Regions from separate parts of the Callithrix jacchus genome. Here region 1 is linked to region 2. The links are chromatin contacts, called in public Hi-C maps. All regions are on one chromosome and are shown on one strand. Each heading gives the region's core, a stretch centred on a gene start, on an enhancer-like site or on the middle of the called end of the contact. The rest is flanking DNA. Distances are from core to core; before and after follow the strand shown.

The links. A called contact is a pair of places that touch in the nucleus more often than the background predicts.
Region 1: a contact with region 2 is called in a Hi-C map of skeletal muscle, with 4 times the contacts expected there. The contact joins the promoter of RAPGEF1 here to the promoter of POMT1 in region 2. A contact is called at or near these places in 2 of 3 Hi-C or Micro-C datasets (induced pluripotent stem cells and skeletal muscle).

Annotation. Positions count from the first base shown.
Region 1 is chr1:180,321,254-180,326,191 of calJac240_pri, forward strand. It overlaps RAPGEF1 (Rap guanine nucleotide exchange factor 1), which reads right to left and starts at 2,826. Exons shown (of 23, transcript XM_035260974.3): 1 at 2,625-2,826. The coding sequence starts at 2,685.
Region 2 is chr1:180,108,650-180,113,489 of calJac240_pri, forward strand. POMT1 (protein O-mannosyltransferase 1) reads left to right here and starts at 3,334. Exons shown (of 17, transcript XM_078330186.1): 1 at 3,334-3,462. It also overlaps the pseudogene LOC100895138.

The DNA.
Region 1 (4,938 bases), core at 1,576-4,075, 210 kb after region 2:
GATTATGAACATATTTAAGCAACATTTCTTACTTGAGACAACAGAAGACAGTCAAACAACAATTGTTTGCCAGGTGTCAGGCTCTGTCACCACTTCACCGAAGTGAATCACCCCTCTGAATCAAATATTCCTCTGGAGATTTAAAAGGGGGAGGTCCATTTAAAAAATTCCAACAGAAACCTAATGAAATCTCATCGTCAGGTTTCCCCCTGAAATGCAGAGGGAAGTTGACTCAGAATGACCCGCAGAGACCACCAGGAAAGGTCGTCCTCACTCCAGGAGGGTCCCAGTACTCCTTGGCAGTTGGAGTAATCTTTTGCTATAATTCCTATGAACCACAGCAAAAGACCTTCAGGAGGCTGGACCTCTGGCCAGCTACACATCTGTGATCCCCAATCTCCAGGTGAGGTCCCAACCCTGGTCTTGACAATCTCAGAACTCTCTTACTTTTTCTGCTTCTCACAAAATGCATCTTCCTTCCACACTTTTCATAGCCCCTGGTCAGCCCCTTCCCCTCTGTCCTCTTTCTCCTGTCTCCACCAGGGGTAACTCAGCCCTCTCTTCAGAGCCTAGCACAAACACTGTCCCTTCAAAGTCTTCCTCGTTCCTGCACTGATGACGCCCCTCTCACCTGTGTCCATGGCAGCACAGTCACTAGGTTTGGCAGCCTGGGGTAGCCTAGGAACTGTGCTAGGCCAGACAAGCTTCTCCGGGAGCAGGCCCTTGCATCCACAACCCCTAGCAGAAGGCGGTGGCCGGAGAAGGCCCAAGGACAACCTACACTGAAATGAATTGGCCTCAGGTCTTTCTCCCAACAGCAGAGAACTCAAATCAAGAGTTGTTTCACTCCCAGCAGTTTGGGCTGTGGAAAGCAGCTCACGGGATGACAGATAACTTTTTCCTTTTTTAAAAAACAGAATTTGCTTCTGTTTTAAGTAGTGATGAGGTCTCGCCATTTTGCCCAGGCTTGTTTCAAACTCCTGGGCTCAAGTGATCCTCCTGCTTCAGCCTCCCAAAATGCGGGGATCACAGGCGTGAGCCACTGTTTCGGGCTCACAGATGATATTTCAATCCAGTTCATTTTACTTTTCCATGATTTCCAAGTTTTAACAATGAACGTCGAATATTCTTATAATCAAAGAGCCCAGTGCAACTGGATAAAATAAATTATCCAAGTTTCCCAACAGTACATTCTGATAAGACACTACAAGAAGTTCCTGAGAAATGCTGCACGGATGAACCCAAGATATTTCTGGAGCAGCAGGTGTACAGGATGGCAACTCATGGTCAGTGGGCAAAGCGGCAGGCGCTCCAGATCAGTGAGAAAAATACCCAAGAAATGGCACCTGCACCCAACCGTCCTGCCCCTGAGAAAAGCACCCCGGCTTCTGGTCAGAGGGCCCAGGAATCAATACCCCACCTGCTACCCTCTTGCTGGCTGGACAGTTGGAATTCACTGAACCTCTGTGAGCCTGTAAAACTGGGACCATATTCTTTCCCACAGACAAGCTTCAAAAATTTAAGAAGCAATGCATTTTAGGTAATAAGAGTCAGATATACAGTAAACCCTCAACAACGCCTACAAATATGTCCTTCTGTGCTTCAACCACAGCCTGCAAATGTCACATTGCCTCGTGGGTACGCTGCAAGGGTGCAGCCCACAGAAATATCCCATACTCAACCCGGGAAACATAAGCAACTTCCACAATCAAAGCCACAGACCTCCCTGGCAGCACTCTAAAAATCTACTTTCCCTAATTCAGCCGTAAAGCTAACCTGGTACCTGGGTTATGACCACAGGCCATGCCCCCAGTAAAGGACCCCCGGAACACCCACCCACCTCACCTTACACCCAAGGATTCGCATCTGGACTCCAAAGGTGCCGCAGGCTAATGAAGCCCGGGGTCTCATATGCAGGACAGTCATTGAATCTTTGGAGACTCTATTCCCAGGACAGGCAAACCCAGCGACTCGGAAGGCAACTCCCCGAGATTTCTAGGAACACACAAAGAGATAAGGTCTGCATCAAGATTTATCATCTACTCACACCCACCGGCCCCCCCACCTGCCCTCCTTGCCCGTCTGAGCTTGATCAGAGTCGGGGGGAAACTTGACTGCGTCCTCGAAACGCCCCCACATATCCAGCCTGCTTCCTTTGAAGCAACCGAAGTGGACGCTTCTGGTTAAATTTAAACTCCAGGCTCATTAGAAATGACACATTTTACAGCTCAGGGCGGCTCACCTTCCGAGTGCGGAGCCCAGGCCGGGCACGGATCTCCGCAGCCGCCGCAGCACGCGGCCCGGGCGGTTCTTCCCCTGCCCGGGGCTCGAGCCATTTTCGGAAGTTCCCGGGGACCGCGAAGCGGCTCGTGCGCCCGACCCCGGGTCACAGGGCCCCGCCCGGCCCGGCCCCCGGTGCCCACGCAGCGGCCGCTTCCCCCGCGCTCGGCCGGGAATGGGCCTGGAGGAGAAGCTGCCAGGCGCCCCGGCGAGGCCTCGGTGGCCTCACCCCGCCCCGGCGCACGCAGGGCCGCGCATCCCGGGGGACTCGCGCTCGGCCGGTGATCGGCGGAGCCCGCGGGCCCGGCGGGGCCGGAGGGAGCCGCCCCGCGCCCGCTCCTCACCTGCTTTCTCGATCTTGCCGGACATTTCCGGGCTGCGCCGGAGGCCGAGGCCGCCGCTCATCGGGCCCGGGCCGGGCCCGCCGCGGGGCGACAGGGGCGGCGCGCCCGCCGCTCGCCTCGGCCCTGGCTCGCCACGCCTCAGACCCGCGCCGGCATGGCGGGCTCCGCGCGGCCGCGGCCCTGCGCTCGGCGACCGCGCTCCAGCCCGCCCGGGCCCAGCCGCTCCCGCCGCGCCCGCCGCCGCCGCTCCGCCTCCCGCGCGCCAGCCGCCGTTCTCCTGGCTCGCGAGCCGGCTGCAGCACCGCGCCGCCGCCCGCCCGCCGGGCCTCGGCCGCGGCCACGGCCCACAGCGCCACCTGCCGGGCTCCCGCCGCGCCGCCACAGCGCCCCCTGTCTGCCCGGAGCCGCCCGAGCCTCGCGCGCGAGGCGCGAGACGCAGCGCCCCCTGCCGATCTGGAGTCCCGACGCCCGGGCCTGGGGCTGACTCCACCCGGGATTCCGGATTCCTCTGCTGTGGGACCAGAGTCACCAGGTCCAGGCCTGGGACTTGACAGCTCCAACCCAGGATCCTCCGTTGCCCAGAGCCTGGCCTGTCCCCTCACCCGAGACACAGAGACCCTGCGGGGCCAGATTTTCCACCCCAAGACGTGGAATGGATGTCTACCCCATCCTCCCATCATCCCGGGCCCAGCATCCCCTGTGGGCCAGAGGCTCCACGCCAAGGAACTCACCCTCACCAGCACTCAACAAGCTCTACTGACTGGGAGCCTGTCCTGACCCTCCCCCCAAACCAGCAGCACCCCTGCTTTTTTTTCCCTGATGGGATTGGGCCCTGGTCACTGGCATGGGGTTGGGGTGGGGAAGTGGGGAATGGATCCTCCGCCTTGGCATGGACCCTGGGCCCGCAGAGGGCTTTGATGCCAGAGTGGAGTCATTACCCAGCCTGGAGTCTGGGCTGGCAGGAGGTGCTATGAGGCCACTCCCAGGCCCTGGTGTTAAGAAGGGGTGCGGGCTGGGCACGGTGGCTCATGCTTGTAATCCTAGCACTTTGGGAGGTTGAGGCCCATGAGGTGAAGAGATCAAGTCCATCCTGGCCAACATGGTGAAACCCTGTCTCTACTAAAAATACAAAAATTAGCTGGGCATGGTGGCACGTGCCCATAGTCCCAGTTGCTCGGGAGGCCAAATTCATTTCCCTCTTCCAGCTGATGAATGGATGCTCTGAGCAAGGGTGGACCTGTTGCCCTCTTGGCAGCTGCATCACTAGGCAAAACTGGCCCCTGGCCCGAGGCCCAACTCCGAAACACTTTCAGTGCTGCCTCCAATCCTTCTAGGCTTCTGAGCTGAGAAAAGTCAGTATTTTAAGTCCAAAATCCTGGGTGAAAAGTAGAAAATTAGACTGCATGAATACTAAGTGCAGTCAGGGGTTTGTGAGACCAAAGTCAAATATATTTAATAAATTATGACATATCCAATGACAAGAGATTTGCAAACAATAAAGTACTTTGCAAATGGACATTATGGTAAATCGGAGTCACAGATCTTATTTAATAAAGGCTATTCATGAAAGATGTTTATAGCTATAGTAGAATACACACAAAGTAATGAAGCAAATGGATTCCAAAAGCCCAGTTCTTGACAACTTGGAGCCTTCTCATAAGCTGCTCCCACTGTCTTAAGAATGTTCTCTCCCCTCCTCTCCACCTGACTGGTCCCAGTCATCTTTCGCTTCTCAGTTTCACTGTCACTTCTATGGAGAATCCTTCCCTGACATGCCCCAGCAGGACCAGCTTCCTGTACTGGTTAGGATGCTTGATTGCACTGTCAGAAACCTAGCCCTGCTTGGTTAGAGCAAGAAAGGAATTTTTGGAAGATCATAATTAGTAAACCAGGTATACAGCGAGGTCCAAATGCAGCTAACCCCAGGCTCTGGAATAAGCCCATTGGTCTTCTGTGTTGGCTGTATCCTCAGGCCATCTCTCTCTACAAGGTGGCAAAGGGTGAAGCTGGGCACCAGCACTCCTGGGCCTGTCACCTGCCTGCTTAACAACCGCAATGGACAAAGAGGATCTCTTTCATCATTGTTCCATGGCAGACTCTAATTAGCTCAGTTTGAGTCACACATCTATTCCCAAGCCAATGACTGCAGAAATGGAGTAAAATATGTGACTTGGCAGCAGGGCACGGTGGCTCAAGCCTGTAATCCAGCACTTTGGGAGGCTGAGGCAGGTGGATCTCGAGGTCAGGAGTTTGAGACCAGCCTGACCAATGTGGTGAAACCCCATCTTTACTAAAAATACAAAAATTACTTGGA
Region 2 (4,840 bases), core at 2,084-4,583:
AGAAAGCCAGCTCTCCTCTGAAATGTGACGGACCTACACAGGAAGTCATCCAGGACAGGAGTGGCTCACTGTTGGGGATGGACATTGGCCCAGCCATGCTCCACCAGGGCCACCAGTGCCCGTTGGGCTGGTGATCTTCAGGCACATGAGATCTGCTGTTCACCAGTTCACCCCAGTTGGTGGCCTCCAGGATGGTAGTGGCACCCCCAAAGCCCCATCTTCAGTGTGTCCTGAAGCCTCGGAGTGGAAATTCCTGCTAAGGTTCTGTGTGGACGCCTTTCTCCTATGGTCTAAAGGGGACGCTGTACTCAAGCTTTTGACCTCAGGCCTTGTGTAGTAAGAAAGGGTTTGGGGGTTTTCGTTTTGTTCTTGAGAGGGTTGCATTTTGTTTTTGTTTCCTTTTGTTTATGTTTTGGCCTTTCCTCTTTGTCTTTTCATGTAGACCAGATATTTGAAAGGGCAGACGATGGCTAGAGGTGTAATGTGCAGCTTGTTTATACATTATTTCGGGAAACTTAGCTTGGATGGGAAATGGAATTGTGGATTCACCAGGCCGGTGCTGGCACACTCACCCTCGCCCTTTCCCTCCGGTTCAGTACCTATTGTTTCTCCTTTCAAATATGTGATTGTACTAGCTCTTTCCATATGAAAGAATTCTCCTTATTTAAATAAAAAAAAGTTAAAAAAAAAATAAAGCTGAACATGCTTTCTCAGGTTGTATGTCCCTCATTTCTCAGTCATTTGACTGGAGAGACCTACAGATCAAAAGTTCTAATTTTACAGAGTTCACACAGAAATCAGGAGTGGTGCAGCCGACACACCTTAACAGAAGCTGTATGGGTAGAGAAGGGATCAGAACCCATGGTTAAGGAGCATCTTCAAAATGTAGCAGCATCAAGCACTCTCCAGTCTCTTCCCACAGATGGCATCTGGCTGTGCACAGTGCCAGCCTGCAACCCCACCACTTGCAGTGAGAAATGGGTTGGTCACAGGAGGTAAGCATTTCATGTGGCGTGTTATGTTGCCACTTCTAGTAGTGTTTTTGCAGGAAGTAGAGGATGATGCTGTGCTCTGGGGTGGGGAAGGAGCAGGCCAGGCCTGGGGTAGCAAAGGGTAATAGTTCAGAATTGGTTCTCGGTTTTGCCATTGCCTCACTGTGTGTCTTGGGGACATTTCACCACCTGGGTCTTTTATGTCTTTAATGGTTAAGTCTCCTTAACCATAAAATGTAGATGGTAATGGTATCAATGGGGTCATGTGGATTCAAAGAGGTCACTAGTAGCTTTTGGCTTAGTGCCTGGAACCAGCTAAGAAAACTTAATTACCTCCCAAGAAATAAAATGCTGTTTCCAACCTCAACTTCCTTCTAAGCCTTTTGACTATGGATAAGAGTTGGGGACCTGGGCACAGGCATCTCAGCTTCAACCAATCACACTCAGTGCCCTGATTCACTGCTCCCTAGGGACAGGTGGCTTACAGCCAGCCCCAAAGGAGACTAGTCCTGAGGTTGGGGGCCTGCAAGATGGAGCTTTAACTCATGAGGCACCACCACTGTTAGCATGGCATGCACCAAAGCTCAGCGGCCCAGCCCCACTCCCTCCTGGGGCCCAGGGAACCCTCCCTGCCCAGTGTAAACATAGTTGCCTGCAGGCTCTAGCCACAAACCCAGGTGAGCCCCAGCTCCTTCCCTCTGTGGGATCTTGGGTGAGTCACATAACCCTTCATGGGTAAGCCATAAAGAAGTAACCACTACGTTCGCAACTGGTGTCACCTAATGCTATGTTGACTGACATGGAAAAAAATATCTTGCAGACAACCAAGAACAATAATTAAGGTTATTAAACCCACAGTGTGCCCATTTGGTCTCTATAGGTTAACATACAAATAGACCAGGAGATCAAGAAGGGGTGAGGCCGAGAAGAGTGATCCATTAGCCTGGTTCCACTGCTGTCAGTTACATGCTCGGTGCCCATCCAGGCAAAATATGGGAAGGGGTGCAGTCAACCAAAAGTACCATGTTAGCCCCAAAGCAGGTCTTTGGGAAGGCTCTTGATGCTGAGCAGAGGGGGCTGGAGAGGCTGATGGATGAGGAAGAGGAGCCCTGGGAAGGGAGGAAGAAGCCTCCAGTCTTCTGCCAGGGAGTTTAAGAGAGTTGCCCCCACTGAAGCCTCTGGTGGTCTTGCAGCCCCCACCATGTCCGGGTTTTTGGGTTTTTTGTTTTGAGACAGGTGTGACCACAGCAGACTGCAGCCTCGACCTCCCTGCCCCAAGCAATCTTCCTACCTCAGCCTCCCTTGTAGCTGAGACCGCAGGCAGACACCAACAGGCCCGGCTAATTTTTGTATTTTTTCATACATACCGGCTCTTGCTATGTTGCCCAGGCTCTTCTGGAACTCAAGCAGGCTCACTTGATCCTCCTGCCTCGGCCACCCAAAGTGCTGGGGTTACAGGCGTCAGCCACCGCTCCCGGCCCTAGGTCCCTTTTAAATGCACTTACCCTCAGCCCCTCCTCTGCTAGATGTATGTGCAAGCAGGTTCGCGGCAGCGATTTTTTTGGCAAGAAAACTAGGGGCGTGGGGGCGTGGAACTGTGGTCCCAGCTACTCGGGAGTCCGAGGCGGGAGGATAGCGTGGGGCAGGGAGGTCGAGGCTGCAGCAAGCTGTGGTCCTGACACCACTTCAGCCTGGACGAAAGAGCAAGACCCTGTCCCAAAAAATTAAAGCCAGGCGCCATGGCTCACGCCTGTAATCACAGCACTTTGGGAGGCCGAGACGGGCGGGTCATTTGATGTCAGGAGTTCGAGACTAGCCTGACCAACATGGTGAAACCGGTCTCTACTAAAAACACTAACTTAGCCGTGGTGGTGGCGGGCGCCTGCAGTCCCAGCTACTCGGGAGGCTGAAGCAGGAGAATAGCTTGAACCCGCAAGGCGAAGGTTGCGGTAAGCCGAGATCGTGCCATTACCCTACAGCCTGGGCAACAAGAGCGAAACTCCGTCTCAAAACCAAATTAATTAATTAATTAAAAAGAAATCTGGGAGCAAACTGGCGCACCGCTGTGCAGAGGCAGAATTAAGATCTCCACGCCGGATGAAGTGAAAAAGCAAGGAGAAGATTGGTGGGAGCCCACTGCGTTTTTAAAAAGTTGCACGTTTGCTTAGAGTACACAGAAAACCCGGTACACAAAGCAGTAGCACCTGAGGGAGGGGAAGTCCCCCCGCGTTTGACACTTGCTTCTCCCCGGGGCCTGGCGCCCTCACCTGCTGCGCACGCGCGCCACTGCCCAGTGCGCACGCGCGCTGTTGCCAGTCGGGTCCCGCAGGCGCGGTGAATCGAACGTCGAGAGGGCGGTGGGCGGTGCGGAGTGCCGAAGCGCCTTGCTCCCAGCCGTCGGCCCAGTCCGGCGATTCCGAGGCCTTGCCATGAGTCTTTCGCGGCTCTGCCTGGACTCGGAGAAACGCGGGTACGTTTAGGGACACCGGGGATGAGGGCCCAGCCCGCACTCGGGGGAGTCCATCAGTGCGTGACGCGGGTGAGCGGCCTGCGGACAGGCTGGGGCCAGGGGCGTCCCCGTGTTGCCGGAGCCGTGGGCGGGGTTCGGCGCCCTCACCCTTGCAAGTGAGGCGTCAGGGGCCGACCGAGCCCCGTAGTAAGAACTCCGCGGCATGTGCAGCACTAGGGAGGAGGGGCGTGCCCCGGGTGCAGCCTCCGGAGTGGTGGCAGGGACCGGTATGGCCTGTGGGGAAGAAGGGCCGGCCAGGGAGGTGCGGTCTGCAAGGGGGGAGTAGGCACTTCCAGGACGGCTGGTCCTCTTGGGAGGAAGGTGCTCAGGGCAGATGCAGCTCAGGGAGGGAAGAGCCAGAGCTCGTCCAGGGTAGATGGGGCCTGGGGATGTCAGCGGGGTGCCAGCGGCCAGATGCAGCTGTGTTGTGAGACTGGGACCCCAAGGCTGATGCAGCTTCAAAAGAAGCAGAGCTCAAGGGAAGATGAAGCCTGGAGGAGAACTTGGGGGCTCAGGATGAAAATGCACCCTCTAAGCGAGAAAGGGGGACTCAGAGTGCAAATGCATCCTCCAGGTGAGAAAGGGGGGCTCAGAGTGAAAATGCACCCTCCAGGTGAGAAAGGGGGGCTCAGAGTGCAAATGTACCCTCCAGGTGAGAAAGGGGGGCTCAGACTGCAAATGCACCCTCCAGGCAAGAAAGGGAACACCCTCGGGGTGATGTGCCCCTGGGAGAGAAGGCCGGGAGGCGCTGGGGGCAGATTCATCCTTAAGGAGAGATGAGAAGGCCCTGAGGCTCGGGCGGGTTGAGGTCCCTGGGCATAAGCAGCTGAGATGGCACCCAGGAGCTGCTCAGGGTCGGGGAGCCGTCGGCACCGTGTGAGCTCCTGGTCGTTGGGGAGGGAGGGGAGAAAGACTGGCATTCCTTAGCAGTGTTCTTGCTCCCAGGACGTTCTCAGCAGGTTTTATCCCTGCCTTTCTCAGCAGGAATGAGTTGTTGAAGGGAGTGAATGTCCAGTCCTGAGATCCCTGAAGTCCCACCCGAGTTCACTGGTAGTGCCCCTCACCCCATATGTCTACCTGAACTGAGGCTCCATGAACAACTGCCTTTCTCAGCAGCCTGGCTGTGCTGTGGTTCCCTCTGTGCATCTGGGAGCCGGGGGCTTCGGATTCCTTCTGTAGCTTCCTGTGAGCCCTCATTGACCACGGTGCCTCCCTTCTTTTCTAGGGCATCTACCTGAGCCTGCTTTTCTACAAGATGTGGGGATTTTTGAAGCGCCCTGTAGTGGTGACTGCCGACATCAATTTGCACCTTGTGGCCCTGACTGGGATGGGGTTACTG